Linked DNA regions of Mus musculus: regions 1 and 2 are each linked to region 3. Evidence: chromatin contacts called from public promoter capture Hi-C data. All regions are on one chromosome and are shown on one strand. The core of a region is the stretch at or near the end of the contact, and the rest is flanking DNA. Distances in the headings are between cores, read along the strand shown. Region 1 holds the start of Rbm45 (RNA binding motif protein 45). Region 2 holds the start of Prkra (protein kinase, interferon inducible double stranded RNA dependent activator). Region 3 holds the start of Hoxd8 (homeobox D8).

The links. Promoter capture Hi-C pulls out the DNA fragments that hold promoters and counts their contacts.
Region 1: a promoter capture Hi-C map of pre-B cells shows a contact between it and region 3, with 5 times the contacts expected there. The contact joins the promoter of Rbm45 here to the promoter of Hoxd8 in region 3. A contact is called at or near these places in 2 of 39 promoter capture datasets (liver and pre-B cells).
Region 2: a contact with region 3 is called in a promoter capture Hi-C map of pre-B cells, with 3 times the contacts expected there. The contact joins the promoter of Prkra here to the promoter of Hoxd8 in region 3. A contact is called at or near these places in 2 of 39 promoter capture datasets (liver and pre-B cells).

Annotation. Positions count from the first base shown.
Region 1 is chr2:76,368,445-76,372,375 of GRCm38.p6, forward strand. Rbm45 (RNA binding motif protein 45) reads left to right here and starts at 1,540. Exons shown (of 10, transcript NM_153405.2): 1 at 1,540-1,984; 2 at 3,591-3,713. The coding sequence starts at 1,685.
Region 2 is chr2:76,646,735-76,650,205 of GRCm38.p6, forward strand. It overlaps Prkra (protein kinase, interferon inducible double stranded RNA dependent activator), which reads right to left and starts at 1,293. Exons shown (of 8, transcript NM_011871.3): 1 at 1,058-1,293; 2 at 391-560. The coding sequence starts at 1,122.
Region 3 is chr2:74,703,553-74,707,119 of GRCm38.p6, forward strand. It overlaps Hoxd8 (homeobox D8), which reads left to right and starts at 1,937. Exons shown (of 2, transcript NM_008276.3): 1 at 1,937-2,566; 2 at 2,962-3,567. The coding sequence starts at 1,996. The coding sequence ends at 3,260. It overlaps Gm38462 (predicted gene, 38462), which reads right to left. Exons shown (of 2, transcript NR_164327.1): 2 at 1-70.

The DNA of each region.
Region 1 (3,931 bases), core at 290-2,789, 1.7 Mb after region 3:
GCCCAGCTCTGCGATTCCTGTGCTACTAAAGGCTAACCCAGTCCTTTGTCCTAAATGCCTGTTCACCTCATCACCAAGGTTCACTAATATGCCGTGGAAGCCAGTGGGCATTTCGCACTTTGCTTGGGCCCTCTAATTTCTCGTAGTTCTCAGATGTGCATCCATCACTCTCCCTGCTCGTGCATCTTGGATGGGCTGCGGTAGCTGCGTAGATCACACACACAGCTGCCTCTGGGCCTGGTTCTGTTACCTGTGCATCTTAACTTTGAGCCTCAGATTTCCTCATCTCTAAAAATAGGGATAAGGATTCCATGGTTGTAAAAGGCTCCTTTCAGCCATCAGACTCTATGGTTTTAACTCTTAGTATTCTATTGCTGCGAAGAGACACCATGACCACGGTAACTCTTATAAAGGAAAGCATTTCACTGGGGCTGGCTTACACTTTCAGAGGTTGAGTCCACCGTCATCATGGCGGGAAGGATAGCAGCAGGCAGAGATAATAGTGCTGGAGAAGCCGCTGGAAGTTCTACCTCCAGGTCCAAAGACAAGAGGGAAAGAAGGCACTGCTACTGAAACTCCCAAAGCTCAACCTCACACTTCCTACAAGGCCACACCCACTCTAACTAGGCCACACCCATCCTAACAAGGCCACGCCAAAACGGTGATGAAGACTGTGTTTTCACCAAAATTTCAGACAAACTCCCCCCAGGTCTTCTGCTTGACTAGATCCAACTTCCAGCTTTCTGTTCTAGGGGAATCTAATTGGAGGACAAATCCTGATAAGTCAGTTTCGCCATAATTCTTATCCTTGATGTCTGACTGCTGTTAATGTCTTTTTTTTTTTTTTTTTTTTTTTTTTTGGTTTTTCGAAACAGGGGTTCTCTGTATAGCCCTGGCTGTCCTGGAACTCACTTTGTAGACCAGGCTGGCCTCAAACTCAGAAATCCACCTGCTGCTGCATCCCAAGTGCTGGGATTAAAGGCGTGCGCCACCACTGCCCGGCTGTTAATGTTTTATTACTTATCAACTTATCACTTATCTACAGCCTAAGTTCTGGGAAGCAGATCTACTGAGAGTCTCTCTTACCCCGCGATCTTCAGTAATTGTCCTTATACTAACTCATATTGTACTGTCCTCCATTTATCTTACTGGAACCAAGTCCAGTCTCTCCCCCTTACTGCAAGACCCCAACGCAATGGTCCTTTGTACCTGTCTCTATGGACCATTTTGAGTGAAGCCTGCCTGCTTTTTGTATATTTTTGGTGTGGTGCTTTTGCTGACCTCAAATTTACTATGTAGCCCAGGAGGCCTCAAATGTAGCAATCTGATTACAGGCTTAGTAGAAGCCAGCTTTGGGAAGGCTTAAGAATCAGGCAGGTGGATCTTTTTAGCCACAGGGCAAAGTGGTTTGCATAAACCCATTCTTGGTTTTCCCTGGGACTGAAGATTTGAGATTGCTGAGTCCACCGTGGCACCAGGGGGCGCTGCAGAATGTTCCCGGAAGCCCGCAGACCTCACTGCGGGACGCACCTGCTTTCCGGCTCTCGGCTCTTCCGGAAGCGGAGCTGCTTACCGGCGTGGGGCGAGACGGGGAGCTGCCGGGAAGCGGCCGGGAAGCGGCCGAGAACCTGCCGGGTGAACAGGGCCTGCAGGGGGGCTGCGCCTGGGTCCCGCGTGGGGCGCCATGGACGACGCCGGCGGCTTGGGAGGCAGCGGAGGATTCCGCCCGGGCGTAGACAGCCTGGATGAGCCGCCCAACAGCCGCATTTTTCTAGTGATCAGCAAGCACACATCCGAATTGGTGCTGAGGGAGCGCTTCTCGCCCTTCGGAGACATCCAGGACATCTGGGTGGTGCGCGACAAGCACACTAAGGAGTCCAAGGGCGTGGCCTTCGTCAAGTTCGCGCGCAGCTCACAGGCCTGCCGGGCAATGGAGGAGATGCACGGACAGTGCCTGGGTCCCAGCGACACCAAGCCCATCAAGGTGCGGGGCTGAGGTGCCTGGTTTAGGGTGTGTGAGGTAGAGATGCCCAGGTTGGGGTGTTTGGGATATGGGTGCCCGGGGTTGAGGGTGCTCGCGAGGGTGACGGCGGTATGGGTTGGGGTCTCTCCCGCCCCTTTGCTGCGCCGGGGATGCTGTGCATCTGGTAGGAGAGGGGTTGGATTCTGCACGCACCGTGAGTGTGCCGAGGATGGCTTGGAGGAGCGGATCCCCGGCCTCTGGCCAAAGGAGCCTCTTACCCTGGGAACAGATTGGGTAGCCACATCCAAGGATAGCACAACTGTGGCTGACCTCGTAAGTCAGTCAACCTCCTGTCCCCGTCTTCCTGTCTATTGTGAAAACTTTTCTGAGCTTCCTCTCTCGAACACTGTAATTACCTTCGCGACTAGAAAATTTAGTTTTAGGGTTTTTTTTCCTCGTGTATTTTACTTTTACAAAGCTTGAAGGATCTCTTAAGTAAAAAAAAAATTACAGCACCATGCCTATAAACAGAAAATTATCAAAGTAAAAGTATTTTGTGACAAGCTATGCTATACTGGAAAGGGGCAAACCTAGAAAACGGTGCAAGGTGTGGGGGAATTCTGGTTTGGGTTTTGTAAGAATACCATTTACGAGTGTTCATGGACTGTGGGCTAGAGTGTCTCCAGCCCCTCTTCTATGCTGCACCTGGGCATGGGGAGGGGAGTTAGAGGGTAGTAGGGGCAGAGAAAGGCAGAGGGAGAGGAGGAGGGGGAGGGAAAGAAGAAGGAGCAGGAGGAAGAAGAAGAAGAGAGAAAGAAAAGGAAGAAGAAAGAAGAGGCCAGCCATGAGCACGTAGAGAAGGGGAAATAAATGGGGGCGGGGGGAGAGCAAGGGAGGAACGGGGTTAAAATTTTTGAGAACAAGGTGTGTGCTAGGTCATTCATGTGCGCTATATAGATACAGTCATTAATCAGGGGACTTTATAAGCTCTTTAGGCTCGAAAATTTAGAAATTTGTGATCTGATGGTATCCCCGCTCTTATTTATCCAAGGTTCCCCTTTTATCTACTATTTGTGTTTTCTTTCGAGTTTCTCTTGTATGTTTCTTTGGCTATTTCATTACCGGTGTGTTGATTAAATTAACTTAGAGTTGCCCATTTCTTCTAATACCGTTGGCAGTGCTTGACATATGGTGGGTATTACTGAAGAAATAACTAAAATAGACCACCTAGGGATATGCCTCTAACTCTGTCTTGTAAGTAGGGTCCTTTGCCTCTATAGCAAGCTGTCTCCTGAGCAAAGGTAAGCTCTCCTTCTCCTGGACCCAGTGTTCTCTTCCACAAAAGTACACAGTGTCGTGGTTTTTATATTCGGTGTCTTTTGAGTTTCTGCCTCCTGCAGTGTTCCGTTTTCCATGGTTTTCTCACACTTCAGTGATACACACTGCCCTCCTTAAAGGAAACACACACACACACAGAGCACCCCTCATGGGTCCTTGTGAATAAGGTGTTCCATATTACCTGAAGGCCTGCCTGGCCTACAGACAGAGTTAAACTGTAGCCAGGGTTATAAAGTAATATGCTTAAGGAATACACAGCGTTATTCTGAAGGCTTTATATGTTTCTTAGGTTTTCATTGCCCAGTCCCGATCATCAGGAAGTCACAGGGATGTTGAAGATGAAGAACTCACGAGAATCTTTGTTATGATACCAAAGTCCTATACAGAAGAAGACCTGCGGGAGAAGTTCAAGGTACTTTTGTGTTATCATCATAGCTCCGCCCTCAACATTGTTATTAACAGTCACTAACAGCTGGACGATTGTAATGAGAGTTCATCATAAGATCTAGGTTGAGAAAATGAAGTGCAAACGCTGAGTATTTTCATTAAGACTACACAGCTATAGGTGATAGCACTAAAATATAAGCCCTCTCTGCCCCCAGAGCCTGCTCTCAAAATTCCAAAGCACTG
Region 2 (3,471 bases), core at 43-2,542, 1.9 Mb after region 3:
GTGTCCATAAAAAGGGAAACTCGGAAAATTCTGACGGCGTGGCTACTAGCCTCTGCGCTGGTAACTTTGTAACTTTGAAAGGCGATAGCACCCACGGACTTGGCTATCGGAGCTCCAAGAATATTTCCAGTTTTTAATTCTTAAGAGGAACTTTAGCCGGCTCCCCAGGTACTGGAAAGTGTGCAGGATGCTGGGAGTGTCTGAGCTTCCTTACATCTTAGCGAGACAGAACTAGGGAGCGAAACAAATGAAGTTGATCCTGGAGTCTCTTGTCTTCAGAGTACACTCCCACAGCCATCTTAATTAAAAGGGCGCTTTTCCTTACTGAAAAGCAACATAGAATCAGGGCCTCCAATCCACATGGTCATGGGGAATTAACTGCATACAGACCTGTGCAAGTTATGTCACCAACGGTTACTCTGAAGGTGAAAGTGGGCACGTGTACTTGCACATCGGATCTTTCACATTCATAAACTGGAATGTTCTTGGTCTTCATGCCGTACTCGTGCAATACCTGAATCGGTGTTTTCCCAGGCTTAGCTGTTATCATCTTGCCCAAACTGCAAAAACCAGAAAAAAACGTAGGCATTGCACGTCAAAGCTGAAAGGGAAGCAAAAGCATCCACTTCTCAGTTTTGACAGTCACAAATGGTGACAAAAAGGTTCTGCAGCTCCCCAGCGGCCAGGATCAGTGGCAAGGCCTGGGCGAGCACCTGTCCCCGGGTGCTGCAGCCCATGGAGGAGAGTGGAGAGGTCTGTACAGAGAACTTGAGAGCGGTGGGAGGGATGCTGAAAGAAATCGGGTGGGCTTGGACTAGGCAGCTAGACACCCGGGTCTGCGCCTCAACACTGATCAAGTCCTCCCGATCGGCTAGCTGCCTAGGGTCACTAGAGGGGCGGGGCGCGCAGCAGACCCCCAGGGCCCGGAGGGCGGGCCCAGCGCCACGCCGGGAGAGGGGGGAGCTTTACCCAGAATGCTGCCCGACAGCCGGCTCCCTGCCCCTGCCCCGCTGCCCACCCGTCTTGGGCCTTGAGGCCTCGACGGCCCGGCGCTGACCTGAAGGTCCCGCTGTCCTCGCGCTGCAGCGGCGGGGCCTCGGCACGATGCCTGCTATGGGACATGGCGAGAAGGGACGGCTGGCCACAGCAATCAAGAGAAGTGTGGATCTGGGTCCTCCCTCTCCACGTCGGCCAGTTCCCGAGAGGAGCGTGCCCGCGCTGCCGCTTGGACGCCCCTCGAATCGCTGCCTGCCTCCCTCCAGCTAAGGGACAGGAGGAGAAGGAAGGAGAGGCGGGGCCTCGGCGCGGAAGAGCCGGCCACACCCCCTCTCTGCCCAGCCTCTCTGCCCCGCCCCTCTCTGCCATGCTCAGCCCCTCGATGTTCTTGCTCCACTTTGCCACAGTGCTCAGCCCTTTCCCGTTCCTCGGGCTCCGCCCTCTCTGCCAAGTTTCTGTCCTTCCCAGCTACCGCCCGCTCTCTAGTTGGGTTCCCAGAGCTTCTCAGAGCCCGGCCCCGCCCCTCCTGCGACCTGGCTCCGCCCTCTCTGCCAGTCCGGGCTCTTCCCAGCCTCTGCAGGCGCCTCCCCCCACCCCCCGTTCCGCTTCCAAAGCTTCTGAGCGCCCGGCCCCGCCCCTCACCCTTCTAGGCCCCGCCTCCATTGCATGTCCCGGCTCTTCCCGGCTCCTGCCTGCACCCCGCTTCGGTTCCCCGAGTTTCCCCTCCCGCCTTTAGTGGTGCAGAGAGCCTCAGTCCTTTGTCCTTAAAGGGAGGTGGCTTCCTTCTCAGCGAGAAAGCTAGTAGTAGGCTACGAGCCTAGCATGTTTGAGGAGCAAGGAAAAAAGATTAAGGGTTGGACTACTTTAAGAAAGATTTAAAAATTCGAATGGTAAATTACTAAGAAAATTGTGGATCTTGGCCCCGAAACTTGAGACCCGAGAGCGTCAGCTAAGGGGCAGCCAGTGGCTTTAAGAGCCCTGGATCCCTGGGCCCGCTGCTGTCTGGCGGGCCCGCTGCTGTCTGGCGGACTCTTGTGACCTGCTTAGGATAGTGGTTTTCATTCTTCCTAATGCTGTGACCCTTTAATTCAGTTCCTCATGTCGTGGTGACAACCCCTTCTCCCCCTCGCCAACTATAATATTATTTCTTGCTACTTCATATCTGTAGTTTTGCTACTATAATGCAACCCCAGGGGACTTGCAACCCACAGGTTTAGAACCTCTGCTTTGGGAACATGTGGGATCCCCAAAGAGATGCTGGAGGTGGAGTGCATAGCAAGGATATTTAGACCAGTTTCCAGGATTGCTCTTCCGGTTGACCTGTGCAATGGAGAGTGATGACGTTAACCTGGAACGCTCCACCTACAGAGTATGTTGTGGGTGTGTTAGCGCTTCAGAGCGTCTTAGAATTTGTGAACTATTTGCACAATGGCTCCTGTGTTTACTTAATGCTCTAGAATTGAATTCTAGAAATATTCTTACTGAGAGACTCCTAAAAGGTTTTTTTGTTTGCTTGTTTGTTTGTTTGTTTGTTTGTTTTTTAATGGAAGTTTTAGGTTGATGTACAAAAGTATTTGGTTCTGTGATGGAAATTTGTTTTGGTTGTATGAGAGCCCAAACACTTGGAAGCAAGGAAAAAATATCCGGAATTGAACCAAATTGAATTCTACTGGGGCTTAGGTTAAGCCTATTCTCGCTTTTATTTCTGTATAATATACACGGGTTACAATCCAATAATGCTATTACACTTATGTGTTAATGAATATCGTATTGTAACAACCACAGAGACACTCAAAATATATCAACCACCTATGGCCAGACAGTATAGGTTTGTTTCTAGAATTTAATTTAATGGATTCACAAAATTTCCTTGAAAATAAGCCAAAACTTTATGTAACTATTTTATAGGTAGAGTAATTGGATAGCAATGAGCAACAAAAAGGAGGTAAAATTCAGCAGGACTCTTATCAGTTGATGTAGTCTGAGCTATTAGTTTCAGAGTTAGAACCTTCCATAGTAGTTTTTAATATGTAATGTAATAGTAACTAAAAAGCCTTCAAGACCCTATAGAGATCTGCACCCAATTGTTTTTCTCTATAGTCTGTGAATTGATATGTGGTACTAAACATATAGTTTCACAAGCATACAAAAATCTGGATGAGAGACATGCCTGTGTTAGGATCTGTACACTGTGAAGCTTCAAAAAGTACTTTTCTGCTGCCAAAATTCACCTGCTGGACTTGTGAAAGAATTCCTCTTGGATGATGGCCACTGCAGATCATATCCAGGCCTAATGTTAGATTAGAGCCCACTTGCACCGTTTGCTGTGAGCCTCCTTCCAACTGGCTCATTGCTGGGGGGAAAGCCCTTTCAACTGTGGTCTCCTCAAGGACTTTGGTAGTTTGAATTAGTTTTCTCTATATATTTTAGTTCTGTAGGCTGCCATTCCGAGTTAGACTTGCTTTTAGTGTATCA
Region 3 (3,567 bases), core at 687-3,186:
TGTCCTCAAGATCAGAGAGCCTGGTGTCCTCCCGGCACCGGATTATCCCAAAGGATAAAGGGTTCAGCACCTAAAGGGGGAGGGAGGGAGAGGAAAGGGGGTAGAAAGATGAGAGGGGGAGGGAGAATAAGAATATCAATATATTTTTATTGGATATTCAAACGAGAGGGGGAAGATGACTGTGTAGGGAAGCGATTGTTGGTGTAAAGCCACGCAGATTTGCACAGGTGCCACGGTAAGGGCACTGCCTAGTCCAGAAGATGCTAATCCTGGACTTCTGCAGATGACACTGCGTCTCTTCCTTAACGCCCACAAACCAGGCTTCTCTTGACTTCCGAGCCTTCTCTTTATTTCTCTCGGGAAAATCAAGTTTATGCTAAGGCCTGCATCCAGTCTCTGGCAGTTCTTTCCCAGTGGTGTGTGAGCTAAGGTCGTTAAGCACAGGACAGGGAAGGTCTGCCTGCAGCTGCCTGGAACCAGCACGGTCCGAAAGCGGACTGAGGAATTCAATTTCTCCTGCCCCATCCCCCGGCCCCCGCCGCGCTCCACCCGGGACCACAGCCCGCCCGAGTCTGGGCGCCTGGGTTGGGACCCGGGAGCCCTGCGCCCTGCCCTAGGAAATGCCACCCACCCCGGCATGATTCCTTCTTCCCACTGGGAACGTTTCTGCCACTCTTCTCTTCACTCTCTCAGCGACACTCATGTCCCCTTCCCACATTCTCTCGCCTCCCCCTCCCTCCCTGTGGCCAACACTGACGTCTATCAAGGGTGAAATGATGGAAACTATATTCATGGGCATGATTTCCATTAAATATCAATTAACCTGGGAGCCTCAACCAGGCATGCAGTGCGTCAAGGGTAAATGTACATCTCATTTCCACAGGGCCTGCTTGGCTGGAAAAAGCAGGACTTTGATTCGCTTTGATAAGGTCAGGATTCGGAGGCTGGATTGTGGCTTTTTAATCAAAACCACTTAGCTAGGCCCAAACAAATGCAAGGACCAATCAATCCGTCAACCTCGCTCGTCCACAGTAAGAAATGCAAAAAGAAAAAGGAAAAAAAAAAAAGCCACAGCCAGTCTCTGCTGGGCAGATCCAGGAGCCTTGCTGGAGGAGAGACCGTCTGCTCCGAGGCCTCCTGGGAGTGACCACCCCGCCTGGCCCAAGGCTAAGGTTCGGCCGCGCCCCCTCTCTGCGGACCCGGGGGGCCCCCCGCGAGCCCTTGGCAGTGCGGCTTTATGGGCCCCCTTTAAGGCTGGCGGAGGCATCCCGGGGCCGGCGTGCGGCGTCCCGTCCGGCGCAGGGGCCGCTTCGCCGCCGGCGGGATCCCTCCGCGCGGTTATCTCGCCCCCCATCTCGCTCCCTCTCCTCGCAGTGGCGGGGCGCGAAAATGCCTCGCCGGCGCGCACCGGGGCGGCAGCCTCGGCGGCGGCGGCGACAGCGCTGGGAGGGGGCGGCGGGGGGGAGGGCTGAGGTGAGAGGTGGCACCGGGCAGAGGGTGTGTTCTCTTTTCGTCTCCCTGCAGAGCGGGGGCTCGGCAGCCCCAGCCTAAGCGTCTCCCCCGTGGGCCGCGCGCACTCTTTTTTTTTTTTTTTTTCCCCTGGTCCGGGTGCGCTAGGGCCGCCTGGAGCCGGAGAGGAAACTGGAGGCCGCGGGGCAGGTCGCCCGGGCGTCCGCGGTTCCACTGCGGCCCAGCAGGCGCGCGCCGGGAGAGGCCCGCGGGGCGGAGGCGGCGGCAGCAGCGCGCGGGGGCGGGCGAGGCCGCGTGGCCCGCGAGGGAGGCGGCGCGAGGCCGAGACGGAGGCGCGAGAGCCAGGCATGAGCGGCCGGCGGCCGGACGGTCGAGCCTGAGCGGGGCGGGGGAAGCGCTCGCCGGGCGACGAGGCCCGGCGGCCCCCGCGGGCTCGAGTGAGCCGCCCCAGAGGCCCCCGCGGCGGCGCGACCGAGCTGAGGCGCGCCCCTTACCGGCTCCGCGCCGCCGGCGGCCGCCGCCCCGATGAGCTCGTACTTCGTGAACCCGCTGTACTCCAAGTACAAGGCGGCGGCCGCGGCGGCGGCGGCGGCTGCGGCGGCCGCGGCGGGCGAGGCCATCAATCCCACTTACTACGACTGTCATTTTGCACCCGAGGTCAGCGGCCGCCACGCCGCCGCCCTGCAGCTCTATGGCAACAGCGCCGCCGGCTTCCCGCACGCGCACCCGCACCCGCACCCGCACCCGTCGCCGCCGCCCGGGTGCGGCGGAGGGGGCGGCCCGGGGCCCGGCCAGGACTACTTCCACGCCGGCGCGGGCAGCCCGACCGCTGCCTACCAGGCCGCCCCACCTCCTCCGCACCCTCCGCCTCCGCCGCCGCCTCCCCCCTGCGGCGGGATTGCCTGTCACGGGGAGCCCGCGAAGTTTTACGGATACGATAACTTACAGAGACAGCCGATTTTTACGACCCAGCAAGAGGCCGAGCTGGTACAATATCCTGACTGTAAATCGTCCAGTGGTAATATTGGCGAGGACCCAGACCACTTAAATCAGAGCTCGTCTCCTTCTCAAATGTTTCCCTGGATGAGACCACAAGGTTGGGATGCGCTATTTTTTTTTTTTTTTTTTTTTTTTTAAGGAGGGGAGAAAGGGAGAAATCTGCTTTCATCTCACGTTCTAGCTTTAAAACTCCCCTGTCCTTTCCCTCTCCCCTTCCTTTTCCTTCTGGTGTAGCCAATGTGGCTCTTGTACAAAAACTAATACAGACTTTTTAAAAGTGTGTAAAGACGGGGGCAGAATAATTGTGAAGAGCTTGTCTCTGCCTCTCTTGCCTCACACCCTATATCTGTATGAGAATTAAAGACCACTGTGTATTTCACCTCTTAAGCCCGTTCCAGAAAACTCCAACAGCATTCAGAGAATCAACCATTAAAAAACAAAAAAACGTTGATTTTCCTCCCCCCCCCCCTTTTTGTTGTTGTTTTTAATCAGCAGCTCCTGGTAGACGGAGAGGAAGACAAACCTACAGTCGCTTCCAAACCCTAGAGTTGGAAAAGGAATTCCTTTTTAACCCTTATCTGACCAGGAAGAGGAGAATCGAGGTCTCCCATACTCTGGCCCTCACGGAGAGACAGGTAAAAATCTGGTTCCAGAACAGGAGAATGAAATGGAAAAAGGAGAACAACAAAGACAAGTTTCCTGCGTCCCGGCCGGAGGCAAAGGATGGAGACCCCAAAAAGGAAGTCTCGGGGCTGGAAGAAGACGGAGCTGAAGGCTGCCCCACAAATTAAACTCTACCTTTACACTTCTACCACAGACTATTAAGACTGATGATCAGTATAAGTATATACTGGTGGACACCACCGGTCCTCCCTCTTGTGTTTTGGAAACGGACTTTACCTGTGTTTCAAGCTACCTTAATGTCACTGCTCTTGAGGTTTCTGCGCTTTGAAAGGGATTTCTGTGTTTTTAAAGAGAATAGTTTGTAGTATCGCATAGAAGCAGTCCTTGAGCTGTCCTATAGAAGGGTAATTTGATACGGACCTTGTGGCTATATTTTTATAATGGTAATTTTTAACGTCTGAGCTGGTGGTTTGC